Regions from separate parts of the Zea mays genome. Here region 1 is linked to region 2. The links are chromatin contacts, called in public Hi-C maps. All regions are on one chromosome and are shown on one strand. The core of a region is the stretch at or near the end of the contact, and the rest is flanking DNA. Distances in the headings are between cores, read along the strand shown.

Region 1 (3,173 bases), core at 494-2,993, 110 kb before region 2:
CATGGATGTAAAACCAGTAGCAGGGAACGTGCGACAAGGTAAGAAGCCCATTGCATGACCAGAGACCACTTGGTCAGTATGTTCTGAGCAGGACTTGTCAAGGGACGGGTTACCAAACAATACTGCTTTGACAATCCTCCCAACATTATTGTCAGTATTCTTGACAAGCACCTGCAGATCAGTAGATGCATATCATATTTCACTAAAATGAACAGAACAGAATCCCACACAGTACCCATTTACCATCTAAGCACGAAAAGCTGCACCTGAATTATGTCAGAGATGAACTTGCTAAGGCCATGTTTGTTTACCCTCTAGATTATATAATCCAGCTTAAATAAGTTAAGGGGCAAACAAACAACACAGATTATTAGGTGGAAGCCTAACCGATCGAATTTCCCAGCACGACTCTCCAATTCGAAACAAATGACAGAAACTAGAGGACTCACAGGAGTACCCGTGACGACCGCGAGCCGTCGGAGAGTGGGGGCAGGGATGCCGACGAAAGACGCGAGCTCCCCGAACTCGGCGCCACCACCTCCGGAGGGGAATCGGAGGACGCCGGCCTTAAGGCGCACCGGCTCCTGCGGCGGTGGCGGCGGGCGATCCCCCGGAAGCGAGTCGAGGAGCGCCTGCGTGGAGGCGAGGACCAGCGGCTTCCTCCGCTGCCGCATCTCCACCATGGCTGCGGCCACCGTGACGGAAAGCCCAGGGGATGGAGCGCAAAAGGCGACCGTGAAGAAGACGGCGCTGGAGTCTGAACTCTGAACAGCGGAAGAGGCAAAGAAGCACAAACAGTTCAGACTTAATTTTTTTTTCTTTTTTCAGAATAATAGTATCTATACTATTAAAAGATTGAAAATTTAGATATATATCATTAACTCATGTGAATTCCAATCATTTCCGATAAAACAATTAGATCCACGATCAGGACACGGCAATTTCCGATGGGCGTACCTTGCGTTGTGGCCGGAGCTGCAGCGGGGGAGTTGGAGCGGTACACCGAAGCTAGAGCGGACGCTGGAGTTGGAGCTGGACATAGGCGGGCGGGGGAAGCTGGGAGCTGGAGCTGGAGCAGTAGCAGTAGGCCGGACGCCGGAGTTGGAGCTGGAGCGCAGCCGCGCCTACGCAGAAGCAGAACGCCGGACGCCGGGAGGCGGGAGCAGTGGATGGCGGGCTGCGGCAGGCGGCGGCCGAGCAGTGGAGAGGCTCTAGGTTGGCTGGTGGGCGCCTGGGCGGTCTCGGCTGCCTGCGGGCTGCGGTAGTGCGGTCAGGGTCAGGGAGACGAGCTTTTTTTTTTTTTGGAACCGTGATATCGTCGATACTGGACTTCTGAAAATAGGTATCTCAAACAGAATAATTAAAATTTTAGTATTATAATTAGTTGAACTTTGGAATTATACGATCTACGACAGATTTAGCCGCAGTAATCCTCGTAATTTTACGGCAGTCCGTTTCTTACCACGGATCCACCACCGCTCCTCTCCCCGAGCGCTGCTCTTCCTCGGGCATCTCCGCCGCGCGGATGGTGATGGTCTCGGGCGGCGTCGCTGTTGGATATTCTTCCTAAGTGGGCAAGTGGCTATTGGGCTGACTGGTGACTGTTGTGTGTTCTTTTTTTTTTACATTCGGCTTACGCGATATAAAAACCGAACCCTAACTCGATAACCGAATAAGTACGATATGTGGATCGAACCCGAAAAACCGACCAATTCGATCTATTCGGGTTCGGATTCGGTTCATGGGGTTTAAAATGCCAAGCCCTACACAGCCTGCCTCGCTTGGTGTCGACCGATCCCATCGGTTTGGGCTGGGCTTGAGCCCAATGTCTTTCTTTGCTAATGGAAATGGTAAATTTGTGTATAACTGTATATCCTCCAAACCAGGAATGAAAAACTTGAGAAGGGGGAGAGAAAAAAAAATGAGCACTGTAGAATTTTGGGTGAGGAAGTGGGCAAGTGGCATATGGTTTTGGCAAAACCTATATTCTGGTACCACATCGCAGCAAACTTTCTCGAGACCATCTATTGCGAAAGTTTGTTCAATTATTGTGTCTTTAACATGTTGCTTCTTTAACAGAGCTGGAAAAGACGTCACTAATACAATAAATAAATAGCACCCTTTACATTGGTTTCGTCTATATTTTCCTTAATAAAAAATGGTTTCGCTTATATATATATACCTTGGTGCACAACGAAGAGTGTGGAGTCTTCGGCTAATTAAATGTGTAGTAGCCAACCAAGACATTCAAGATAAATAGTTTAAGAGCAACTCTAGAAAGATGCTAAAAAAGTTTTTCCAAAACATTATTATTAGGGGCATGTTAAAAAAATAGAGGTGAAATATGGTATATACTCCAACAGTTTCTTCAAACAAATGCTAAAATACAGTAAACTAAGCTAAATTAAAAAAACAAATTCATCTATACTTGTGTGTGTGTGTTTGGGCCTCCGGACCACATTCCTACATGCTACCTCTATTGGTCTATCATGTTGATCGTTTATATTTTGGTGGTTTGCTATTTAACACTGCCATGTTGAGGTGAGTATCACTTGCAAGAAGCTACATGTTTTAGATTACCGTGATCCTGTGTCAAACTCTACAAGTATTTGATTATAATTTAAACTATGTCGTGGCAACGACTGAAATCATACAATTCAATGCCTTCAAGGAAGTCTGAAACATACCGTTTGGCGGCACAAATGATCCAGCAAGGCCGTCACTGCGTTCGAAGAAGGAAGATGCACTTGGATCCGAGTTCCTACTACCAGCAAAGTTCCTGCCTTCAAAGAAGATGTCTCCACCGTCACGGTCGTCAGCTCCATCACCGGCCATCTACCACGAAGAGTTCCTAATGCCGACGGAGACCCTTTCCAGCAAGGCGCACTGTCCCAGCGTGATTGAGCTAAGGGATTTCGGGCAGCAGCCCTTGTCGGGAGCATATCATCTGCCGTGCCTGCCTCCTCTCGGATCAACAATGCCCAGCGCTGCTTTCGCACTGCCACCTAGGCCTGCTAATGGCAAAAAATCCAATCCACTCCCACCCATACCCAAATCTAATTACTTTGATATCCATCCCACACCCAACCAAAAAATACTAGAGGGAAGTTAAACCCAACCCATCCAATAACATTATTGATCCCAAACCAACCCGTAATTGGGTGGAAACCCAT
Region 2 (3,234 bases), core at 24-2,523:
TCCGCCGCCTTCGTTCGTTGCTTCCTGTGGCCCATGGGCTCCTCCGCCGTACTATTCATTTTTTGCATTTGGATGAATACAGCTTTTGTTTAGGCTTATGATGACCTATGAACGATCTTTTCATTTGACGTACATTAATATAATATAGAAATAAATGTGGGAACTATTTTATTAGCTTAATTGATGTCTACTGTATGTAACGAATTTTAAAATTTTGAAGTTCTCCATAATTCAATTGAGGCACACACGAACGTTTTTTTCTGTTTGTGTGCAAAAAAGAGTAAATGTAGAATTCAAAGTTTACGTAAATTGTGTTCGTAATTATGAACGGTGAATAATTTGTCCGTTGAACAAAAAAAATTGTAACATGTTTTTTTCATGACATGAAATTAAAATTTTGTTTGTACGCTAAATGGCTAAAAAACAATGTAATTTATGAAATCTGTTAGTACCGTAGATATAGAGGATCGAATTTAGAGGACATTGCTGGAAATGGAGAAGAAAGAATAAAGAACGGAATCTTTTAGAGAGTGTTGTAAAGGACATAAAATATTCATTTAGAGGATGAAATTTAGCGGCCGCCGCAGGAGAGAGTCAATGAGCCAGCTCGTTTCCCCCTATGTTTTCCCTTACCCACCCCCCAATGGCTGAAGCCGGCGGCCCGAATTCATGTTCACCAATGGCTATGGCAGCGCTCGAAGTATGAAGTGATCAGTGGGAGGTGCTCACACTGGATGACACAAACGGAAAGGGCTGAAAAGAACCGATCTCGCTCCAGCTTGGGCTATTTGGCAGTTCGGCCATTGCCATCAGCCAAGTCAAGTTAAACTGGGTCATCTAATACAGAAATACACCTAATTCGGCCTCGCGTGTTCATCTTCCCATAGCGCTCACGCCAGGATTTGGGAGAGAAATTGAAGGGAATTCTGTAGCTGTTTCTACTCTGGACAATTGTACATCAACTAGCCGTCTGTTCCTACAGCTACAGAAGATACTGGAGACAGAGGACACTCACGATCACGGCTCACCTAGGCGGTTCGGCGGACGGCGATTGGCGGGGCGGCTCGGTCTGGAGCTGAAGCCTTGGATGGAGGGGTCACACCGGTGGCCGGTCCGTGCGCTGTTCGCATGCGGGGTGGCCGGTCCGGCGTCGCCTCACAGGAGCGCCAGCAGTAGGTGGAGAACGCGTGAGTGCCGAGTGCCGACCGTCGACTCGATTTCACGCCCTCCTAGCGCCGGTGACCTGGCTCCAAACCTAGGACGGCAGCGAGACAGCGAAAACCGGAGCGGAGACGGCGGACGTGTCTATCTTTCTGGTGGAGTACTCCTTTCTGGTGCTACTCTACTAGTGATCCATTCCAACTTCGCTACAGCCTCTTGTGGGCCTTATGGGTGGTGTTGGGCCTTCTAAGTATACAAGTGTATACAGGCTCGGTGAGAAGCTGCGAAGCCTGCGAGCCCGACCGCGACCGAGCAGATCGTTCCGTCGTGCATTCGTGCTTCGGTTCTTCCCGTGCTCGTCTTCTTGGCCGGGACGAAAGAAAAGGGGGACTTTGGCTGTCGATGGCAGCGGCGTTGGAGTTCCTGGAGGCGCAGGGCGCGACCCAGCCGGAGCTCGCGGAATGGTACGCGGCGCTCGCCGACCTGTACCAGCGAAAGCTATGGCACCAGCTCACCCTGGGCTGATTTGGTGATTAGGGATCCCTAGGGGATCCATGGGGGAGGAATTCCCTTGCAATTCAATTTTGAATAGCAAAAGGATTTCTTCCGCTTGGGATCCCCGGTCACCAAACCAGCCCTCAAGCTGGAGCAGTTCCTCGCCCTCGCCGTCGTCCAGGTCCGCATGATTCCATCATTAATGATGTTTCGTTTCGTTTACCGACCCTAGTCGGTTGTATTCTGGCGTACAGCGTGCGGCTTGATCAGTTTAGGGCTACCTGGCTCCTTTTTACTTGTGACCGTTAGCTTTTAAGTTCAATACTGTGCGCTGCAGCGCGCAGAGTAGATGGTAACCTCAAATGGGTGAGGTGTTTGCGTGTGTGAATTATGTTGAGAGGTCATCATCATGCGATAGTGTCTAAGCGTGCATACCAATAGTTTGAATCCTGCGTATTATGTTCCTACAATTCTACTACACTCCTACAGTTAAATTTCTTTAGTTTACTACTCGTACATAACAGATACTCTTGTCTAACTAGCTATAGTTTTGATTGTCTACACACCTACTACATTTTCTAGGTGTAAACATGTCATAGCTGTTGTAATGTGATGTATCTTTAATTTATCTCTTGGGCTTGAGAAATAAATGCCTATTGTGAATACATACTGGTTGCTTGTGCTCACAACTTTGGTTTCTAACTCTAATAGTCGGTGGAAATTGTTTCTTACATAAACTAGCTCACTTGTGTTGGTACAGAATCATAGTTCGTTGGACTTAATTGTTATTAATACATATTATGCAATATGGAATGACTTCCCTTCAAGCACAAATTACATATAGTCTTATTAATCAACGTTGTGCTAATAGGTACTTTTCTTCCTTGGTGAATAAACTTTCAGTTATCACACTGCAATTGCATCATGGTCACCACATATATGTTGCCAAATTCCACATATACTTCAAGACCTTTTTATCAACAGTTTGGTTGCCCTTATACTGTCTTCACCACTGCACTGATCGCTTTGTGTGTGTGTGTGTGTTTCTTTTCATCCAGGCAGGCGATGCTCTGATTCATCTTTATAATCATTTCATCTCTGATTTTGAGACAAAGATCAGTCTTCTTAAATTTGCTCACTTCACAGTCGTAGTTTCACACCAGTATTTGGACAAGAATGCTGGTATAAATTATCTTGAAGGCGTAATTTCAAAACTACGTGATACCCGTGAATCGCGGGTTGAAGAGCCCATTCTGTATGTAAAGATGCAGATTGCAACATTTCTTCTTGAGAAAGGGAATCAAAAGGATTGTAAGAATCTGCTAGAAGAAGGCAAAACCACTTTGGACAGCATGGTTGATGTTGATCCTTCTGTACATGGTACCTATTACTGGGTGTGTTCACAGTATCATAAGGCCCGTCAAGAATACTCAGAATTCTACAAAAGCTGTCTTCTTTACCTTGCGTACACGACAGTGAGCTTGTTGTTACAGTTTTTGATAGGATTTGTATGAGTTTCAGAACCTGGCACTTGACCTCTCACTTGCTGCTTTATTGGGTGAAAACATTTACAACTTT

The links. Hi-C and Micro-C count contacts between places; a contact is called where the count stands out from the background.
Region 1: a contact with region 2 is called in a Hi-C map of leaf, with 5 times the contacts expected there. The contact joins the enhancer-like site here to the promoter of LOC100277042 in region 2. A contact is called at or near these places in 4 of 25 Hi-C or Micro-C datasets (ear, endosperm, leaf and 1 more).

What each region holds. Positions count from the first base shown.
Region 1 is chr2:13,543,656-13,546,828 of Zm-B73-REFERENCE-NAM-5.0, reverse strand. No RefSeq gene overlaps it. Among protein-coding and RNA genes, the nearest start is that of LOC103645997, 3.9 kb to the right of the region's middle. Within about 2 kb of position 1,743, at least 18 of the 20 cell types and tissues checked have an H3K27ac peak or open chromatin away from gene starts, as enhancers often do. A contact at or near this core is called in ear, endosperm, leaf and 1 more, where this site is marked.
Region 2 is chr2:13,437,932-13,441,165 of Zm-B73-REFERENCE-NAM-5.0, reverse strand. It overlaps LOC100277042, which reads right to left and starts at 1,273. Exons shown (of 6, transcript NM_001150713.2): 1 at 1,029-1,273. It overlaps LOC100273828 (26S proteasome non-ATPase regulatory subunit 13 homolog A), which reads left to right and starts at 1,461. Exons shown (of 5, transcript NM_001148227.2): 1 at 1,461-1,837; 2 at 2,715-3,234.